2 separate regions of the Mus musculus genome follow, and region 2 is linked to region 1. The links are chromatin contacts, called in public HiChIP or PLAC-seq maps. All regions are on one chromosome and are shown on one strand. The core of a region is the stretch at or near the end of the contact, and the rest is flanking DNA. Distances in the headings are between cores, read along the strand shown.

The links. HiChIP or PLAC-seq counts read pairs in DNA pulled down with a chosen protein or histone mark.
Region 2: a contact with region 1 is called in an H3K27ac HiChIP or PLAC-seq map of embryonic stem cells, with 4 times the contacts expected there. The contact joins two enhancer-like sites. A contact is called at or near these places in 2 of 115 datasets of contacts at active chromatin or transcription factors (both in embryonic stem cells) and 1 of 9 other capture datasets (embryonic stem cells).

Annotation. Positions count from the first base shown.
Region 1 is chr7:133,438,687-133,442,691 of GRCm38.p6, forward strand. No RefSeq gene overlaps it. Among named protein-coding and RNA genes, the nearest start is that of Tex36, 160 kb to the right of the region's middle. Within about 2 kb of position 2,400, at least 28 of the 459 cell types and tissues checked have an H3K27ac peak or open chromatin away from gene starts, as enhancers often do. A contact at or near this core is called in embryonic stem cells, where this site is marked.
Region 2 is chr7:133,574,209-133,578,454 of GRCm38.p6, forward strand. No RefSeq gene overlaps it. Among named protein-coding and RNA genes, the nearest start is that of Tex36, 26 kb to the right of the region's middle. Within about 2 kb of position 2,908, at least 5 of the 459 cell types and tissues checked have an H3K27ac peak or open chromatin away from gene starts, as enhancers often do. A contact at or near this core is called in embryonic stem cells, where this site is marked.

The DNA.
Region 1 (4,005 bases), core at 1,150-3,649:
GCCCGACTCCCCTCTGGTCGGTAGGAGACTGAATCCCCTAGAGCTCAGGAGCTGGGCCACCGGCCTTTGCTGTGTGACTTGGCAAAGCTGTCCAAGGCTCACCATGAAGCATGTTCTTTCCCTCCCTTGCTGGTGACACACTAACGCCAGGTGTGACTCAGACTTCCAGAATGCCACTTAATATCACCCCGCCCCCTCCCATCCTCTCAGGGCTGCTTTCTGCTCCTGATTCTAGCGGCAACAGAAAGAAAATGTTAGATGTATTTGAAGTATTAAAATAGAACAAACATAATTTAAGCCTGCCTGCCTGCCTTCTTTCCTTCCTTCCTTCCTTCCTTCCTTCCTTCCTTCCTTCCTTCTTTACCTCCCTCCCTCCTTCCTCCCTCCCTCTCCTTTCCTCTTTCCTCCTTTCTTCTCTTTTTTCCTTCTTCTCCTTCCTTCCCCCTTCATCTCTCTCCTTCCTTCCTTCCTTCCTTCCTTCCTTCCTTCCTTCCTTCCTTCCTTCCTTCCTTCCTTCTTTCCCCCCCCCCAACCCTCCTTCCTTTCTTCCCCCCCCCCCTTTTCTCTCTTTCTTTCCAGGTATGGCAGGGTACTTAAAGCTATTGTGGTCTGTGTATTCAGGCATGTGTACACATGTGCGTGTGTGCCTTTGGAGGCCAGAAGTCCGTGCTGGGTATTCGTCTCAATGGCTCTCCATCACATTTTCTTTAAGACAAGGTCTTTCACTGTCTTAGCTTGCTTTGCTTCCTCTTGCTGTGATAAACCCCATGACCAAAAGCAGCTTAGGGAGGAAAGCGTTTATTTCAACTTAAGGCTTTCAGTCCATCATGGAGGAAAGTCGGGGGCAGGAACTCAAGCAGGAAACTTGGACGCAGGCCCTGACAGTGTCCATGAAGGAATGCTGGTACTGGCTTGCTCTCCATGGCTAACTCAGCCTGCCCGAGGAAGCCAGAAGGCACCTGATCCCCTGGGGCTGGAGTTATAGATGACTAGGAGCCATTATATGGGTGCTGGGAATCAAACCCCAGTCCTCTGGAAGAGCAGCCAGTGTCCTTGGCTGCTGAGCCATCTCTCCAGCCTCATCAGCTTGCTTTCTTATACACTTCAGGACCACCTGGCCAGTGTGGTATTGCACACAGTGGGCTGGGCCCTTGCATAGCAAGAAAATGCCCCCATAGGCTTGTTCATGTGCCAATCCAGAGGAAGCATTTTTTTCAAGGCAGGTTGTCTCTTTCCAGATGACCCTAGTTTGTGTCAACTTGATAAACAAACAGAACATCCCCAAATCAAAACAAATCAAACCACCACCACCACCACCACCACCACCACCACCACCACCAGCAGCAGCAGCAGCAGCAGCAGCAGCAGCAGCACACTCATTGACCCTGAGCCCTCCATGGCTAGCCTGGCTGTCCAGAAAGCCTGTCTCTGCTTCTGCAGTGCTGGAATTATAGATGTTTAGACGAGCCTGGCCTTTTACTGAGGAGCTGAACTGTATAGCCAGGACTTTGCCAACCGAGCCATGGTTCCAGCTAATGCCCGCCTTTAAAGAGGGAAATGAATTCAAATTTGGCTGAGCTTTTTCCTGCTGGGTTTTGGAAAGGAGGCCCTTTCCTAAACACTGGTTGCACCCTGCCATTTTTCCCACTTAACTCCTTCTTGCTCAGCTCTTTAGTGAGCTTTGGTGGCTTACAATCGCCTGGGTAAATAGACGGCTGATTTGGTGTTTGCTAAAACAGAATATTTGAAGACGAAGTGCTCCACCCTGGACTAAAGCTAGGGATGGTCACTATAGCACACACCAGCAGCAGTGTCCTTGCTTTGAGTGAAAAATCCAAATATTTTTATGGCATTCTTTGATAAAATTATACACTTGAATTGCAAAGACAGAATGTGACTAGAAACCGCTCCGCGTGTTGAACTGCAGCCACGGCTATCCCAGGGAGAGGATCAATTCCAGTCAAACAAAGAAATCAGCAGCAGAAAACACTTTTAAAAAGAAAGAAAGAAGAAAGGAAGCCAGAGTCTCTTTGAAAGAAAAGTGGAATTTTCAGTCTACCTTATTCATTAAAGTTTGAAGCCACATCCCTTTAACGAGCAGCCCAAGGGTAGGGAAATTGCCTTGAACAGCTAAATTCCAGGGAGCTTTGGCACGATCCCCACAACATGATGTGGGATGGCAATTGTATGGAGTTTCTCCCAGTGAATAGGAAGTGATCAAAGATAACACTGCCTGGGAAAGAATTAAAATAGTGTAACATTGCATCGGAGTTCTAGCCGACGTCAATCATCACATGGGCGGATGCACAAGAGCCTTCAAAGCGCAGTATAGCTGCTCTGTGCCGTTCACAATATAATGACCGGCTTCAGTGCGGCTCAAATAAAAATGCACACGCATGTGCCCACTCATCTGGCCAGAACCGTGGAGCATAAGCACAGCTCTTTAAATAGACCTCAGAGCCACAGCCTTCATTTACATCATTTATTAAACACTGGACTGCAGGAAGTGGATTAATTCATAAAACACCATACGACTCTGATTTAACAATGGAGATGCTGTCTGTGAGGAGACCGGCGAAATTAGGGCGCAATTGGGGGAAACTATAAAGCAAAAAGGACTTCCATAATTGCACGATCACCTTTCCCTCTGTGAAAGGACAGGGGGGAGAAAGGAGTACAGGAATTGAATTCCTCATTGTGCAGAAAGCAGTTCCTGGCATATGATGCTGGGCAGAGCCATTTACTGGAAAAAGTGTTGGTTTATTTACATGCTAAACAGCACCACTTTCCAGCTCCCACCAGCAAATAACAGCTTAGCAAGGGGGAGAAAGGAAGTCAGGCCCCTGTTCCAGAGAGAAACCGAACAAAACAGACAGGGACCATCACCATTCTAAGCATCTTGACTATATCGTTACAAATTGGAACACTCAGTTTTTCTGCACATCTCCAAAGAGATCACCTTTGCTCCCCCCCCCTCAAGAATCATAACAGGAATAAATAGACTTTGCATCCAGAAGGAGACATGTGATCTAGAGAAACTGTGGCTACACTCCGGACAGCAGGACATCTTTGGAGCACAACTTTTCAAAACACAGGGAAAGGATCATCTTACACTCAGCAGAGGACTCTCGGACAAGGCCAAAGGCAGGATCCCGTGCTCTTAACAAAGAAAACTGGAACAAAGGTGGATGAACCCAGCAAACTGTTCTTATGTGGTAAACAAGAGGTCTGAATAAAGACATCAAAGGAGCCAGGGTATAGAAGGCACCTTCAATGGCCGTTGTTCCCAGCCAGTGACAAGAATAAAATGAGCAGACTGCTTGCAACAGTCAGTGGGTCTTGTCTACCTTAATCAAGGCATGGCCTTTTGCTTTCCTAGAAAGTTCTTTTTTACCTTTTTGGTTCAGAACAGCTGAGACTTTAGTAAGTGCATAAGTCTGACAGATAACAAGAGGGGGCTGCCAGGGAGCAGAGATACCCAGGAATTATCCTTAAGATACCTCGATATAACCTTCACAGGTTGTTTAAACCCTGGGCAGCTATTCCTAAACTGAATGTGTTTATTTTATCCTAGAAATAAGTTTTTAAGAAGAATTTTCAATAACACCGAGAGAGAGAGAGAGAGAGAGAGAGAGAGAGAGAGAGAGAGAGAGAGAGAGAGAGAGAGAGATTTTGTTGTTGTTTCTTTAAAACAAAACAGAAGAGCATCTGTGGAGACAGCTCAGTGGGTAAGAATGCTTGCTGTGTGAGCCGGGGAACCTGAAATTGAATCCCCAGCCCCCACAAAAAAGCAGGCATAGCTCTGTATGCCTGTGACCCTAGAAATTGGAGGCAAAACAAGGATAGATCCTGGGAGCTCACTGGGCAATGAGACTAGCAAAGGTAGTGATAGTCTTAAGGCAACAGAAGAGGACACCAAATGTCCTTTGGCCCTGAATTTATGCACACTATGAGACAGACAGACAGACAGACAGACAGACAGACAGACAGACACACACACACACA
Region 2 (4,246 bases), core at 1,658-4,157, 140 kb after region 1:
CTTCTGAAAATGCTCACCTATTCATTACCGCAGTGAGTTGTTGCTGGGGCCAAAGAGAGGCATAGTGCTAAGCTCCACGGCAAACTAAAAACAAATGTTTAGAAGGAGCCTACCTTTCACACACTTGCAGTCTTGGAGGAAAACAAACCTTATACACACAATGTCACCCGTGTCATGGTCAGGGCTGTGAGGAGTTCTGAGGAAGAATCTACGTTATCTGTAAATGGAACGACCCAGTTTTCTCTTAGCAAGGCAGAAAGAGAGCCACAGTCAGCAGATCCAGACCCACCACCCACATAATTGACACTCCTTGCTTCTCTGCAGCAGAAAATAATGTTGGCATATTGGAATATCAGAACCTGACTTGTGGAAAATTTAACAGCAAAGAGTCTTGACAAGTGTGCACCCTCCCATTGCTCCTCTATCAAGTATGGAGTCATTGAGAGATCAGCCTCATTGATGCACGTGTGTGTGTGTGTGTGTGTGTGTGTACAAACACATGTATGTTCATGTGGGAGAGTGCACACCCATGAGTATATAGGCCTGAGGACAACTTCAAATGCTATTACTCAAATGCTGTCCACTTTCTTTTGAGGCAGACTCTCTGGCCTGGAGCCTACTGGTTATGCTAGACCAGATAGCCAGCAATCCCCTGGGACTCACTTGTCCCCTCTTCGTCCTCAGGCAAGGATTCCAAGTGTGGATCACACCTGGCTTTTTAATGTAAGTTCTGGGCATCCAATCCAGTTCCTTTGGCTTGCATAGCAAACATTTTACCAACAGAGCCATCTCACCAGCCCAGACCTCTTGATTATTGTTAGTTTTTCTCTTGTTCTGCTAGGCATTAAGCCTCCTGCATGTCAGGTAAGTGCTCTATCAATGAGCTACATCTCTAATCCATTCCTGTGTATAGAACTTAAACCCTGCATCTAGTGCTCTAAAAAGCATTTCAGATGAATTTTTCTCATCTAACCCTTAATGCTAACAGGTAAGCCTTATAAATAACCAAGCTTTAGAAGACTGCTCATGATCACAAAGGTAGTGTGTGATGGCTGGGGATCAAAGCTTCACTCTTCAACCAGTGAGCTAATAATATCAGCCTTCATCACCGTCCCAGACACATACGTTCTAGAATGCTCTTTAAGTCATACCTGTGACAATGCAAGTGCTGTGACTAGCATCATCAGTGCAGCAGAAAGGGGAATACAGAGTCCTCAGGCCTGAGAGCCTGGTCCTATCACAGTCCCTGCATCTCCTGGACCTGCCTGATGTTTCCTTTCATCCTGTTCTCTGGGCATCCAGGTCTACACTCACATCACTCACACGTCGTTTCCAGACCAAGAGATTCTACCTGCATCCTGAACTCCTGGGATTCTTCTGACGATTATTGATTATAATGTACAGATTCTCTAATGGGATGACCAAGCAATATTCAATTTTGGGATCTACGTGGAATTTCCAAACTAATTCACACATAAGACTTTTCTAACCTCTGCATTCCTACTCTGTGAGTGCACACATTGTGATCAATCATATCTGCCCCTCTCCGCTCACCTCCTCTCTCCAGGCATAGCCCTCTCACTTACTTCTAGCATCTACAAAATCTCTGGTCTCTCATGTATCAAGAATACTTAGCATGAGGTCTTCCCTCCTAACTTTTAAGAGTGAGAAATACAGCAGCATTGGCTATAGGCACCTTGTTCCACAGAACATCTCTGGAACTTATTCTTCTCAACCCAAATTTCTGACCTGTGGCTGACTAACCCCCACTCCCTTCCTCCCTCCCTAGCACGCAGTAACCAATAGTCTAGCCTTTGGCTTTATGGATTTGACTATTTTAAATACATGAAAGCATCTATTTTTCTGAGTCTTCTATTGCACTTAGCACCTGTTCCTCAGACTCCCCACCCCCACCCGCCAGGCTTCTGTGTCACCGTAGTTCCTCCCTCTCTGAGGCTGTATAGCGTGGATCTCTCCATGGTCACCACATCCACCTATTCAGCCTCTGTTTAGGCAGCCTGTTTCCCTAATTGCTCCTGCTGCCACAAGCAGGAGAGTGTAGTTTGTTTTGTTTTTGTTTTTGTTTTTGCGTTTTGTTTTGTTTTGTTGTTCCTGATTTTCACTTCTTTGAACTTGTTTTCCCACCGTCCTGGCTGACCCTGGGGTCATCTGGGGAGCTTTCTATAAAAGACTGGGGCATCCCCACCTCCAGAATCTCGCTAGGCCGATCTAGTGGGACCCAGACACTAATGAACGCTGGGCTCCTCAGGACACTTGAGGAACAGTCAGCTTCATAGGTCTTAGCCCCTCCACCCCCACACACTTGGGACTGGAGAGCTGGCTCACTGGTTACCAGCACAAGCCGCTTTTCCAGAGGACTTCAGTTTGTTTCCCACCACCTATGTCAGGCAGCTCACAACTGCTTAGAACTCCATCTCCAAGGGATCTGAGGTCCTCTCCAGGCCTCCTTGGTCACCCACATGCAGACATCCCCTTACCTTAGAAGTAAAAATAAACCTCAGAGAAAATAGCCTTGTCTCCAGTTTTGTCTTGCTCACATCTTCATCTCCACTTTCCTTCTGGGAAGTTTTGTCCAGCCCCTTTATTAATCTGCCAAGCCCAGTTAAGATCCCAGAGGACCTCAAATCCTCTACAAATCTAGATCCACTGCTGCTGGGCTTCCTTCAGACTCATCAGGGTTTCACCTGATGCAGAGTCCCTCCCCTCTCTTAATAGCTCATCCTGTCCCAACCCCCCATCCCCCGCCCATGCTGCTGTGGTTTGAAAGTGAACAGCTGGCCACACAGCATTCTCAGTAAGAAGCAGAGCGATGAATACTGACATTCCGTTCTCTTTCCCCTTCCTCTTCGGGCCTCATAGCCTTGCAGCTATGAGATGGTACCACCCACATTCAGGGTGGTCTGGAAACAGGACACACCCAAAGATGTGACTCTGGTAACTCTAAACCAACAAGAAGACAGCAAAGGTTAACCATCAGAGCCACCACACCCAGCTGCATGCAGGACACAGCTCTCGGCTTCCTTCAGGTGCACTGAACTGAACTCACCTGAAGCCCCCACCTGAAGGCCCCACCTGAGGCCCCCACCTGCTGCTCCCACCTGAAGCCCCCACCTGAAGGCCCCACCTGAGGCCCCCACCTGCTGCTCCCACCTGAGGCCCACACCTGCTGCTCCCACCTGGCCCCTCCAGTTTCCCTGCAGTTTGTTCCACTCAAGCAGGGGCCACGTGCTACCTATAGTTGCCTGAGACCAAATGCTTTGTGTTTCTGGCTGCTAGGTGGGAAAACAGTAGACCTCATTCTGCTTGCTGAATAATTCCATTATCCCTCTCTATTACACTATTAATTCTTCATTTTATCTGTCATTAGGTTTTCAGTAAATAAATAAATGAAGCCAGCACAACTGCTTATATCCATAAGTAATCAAAATGTATTTAGTGCCTTAGTAAGTAGCTTGTTTTTCTAATTTTCCTTTAATTAGCAGAGAAAGAATTAAAATCAATTCCTTATCCAGCAGATAAAAAATTAAACTCAGCTTTTTCCCTCATACATATCCAAATTTGAACGTACACAAGAAACACAAATTCATAATCATCCTGTAATATAATATGTATCCAATATTAAACACATTGCTATGACATTTATCTTCTCTCCCTGATCACAGCTTAATAAAATTATAATTATGACCTTTCAAAGCATCCTCGCCTGATCCCCACTGATGCAGCCTCCGTAGCTTCATATCTTGGCTCTTCCTAGGGGCAGCTACATCTCCCTGACAGGTCTTCTGGTCTGGATGAGGTCTGTTGTTGCTCAGCCTCGTAGTGCAGAGGCCAGAGCAGTGCTAAACTCAGTAAGGGCTCAAAATCCGGTCACTTGTCCCATCCCTTCCCAAGAAGTTACTTGCAACTGATACTTGCTGGGGAAGGGAAAATCAGCTTTCCCCAACAGAGTGTCCCTGGATATATCAACCATACTACAGAGTAGGTAGGCCCCATGTCCCAGGCCATCACAAAAGGACTGTGTGTGTGTGTGTGTGTGTGTGTGTATGTGTGTGTATGTGTGTGTGTGTGTTAGGTATATGTGTGTGTGTATGTGTGTGTGTATGTGTGTGTGTATGTGTGTGTGTTGGGTATGTGTGTGTTGTATGTGTGTATGTGTGTGTGTTGGGTGTGTGTGTGTGTTGGGTGTGTGTGTGTGTATGTGTGTGTGTATGTGTGTGTGTGTTGG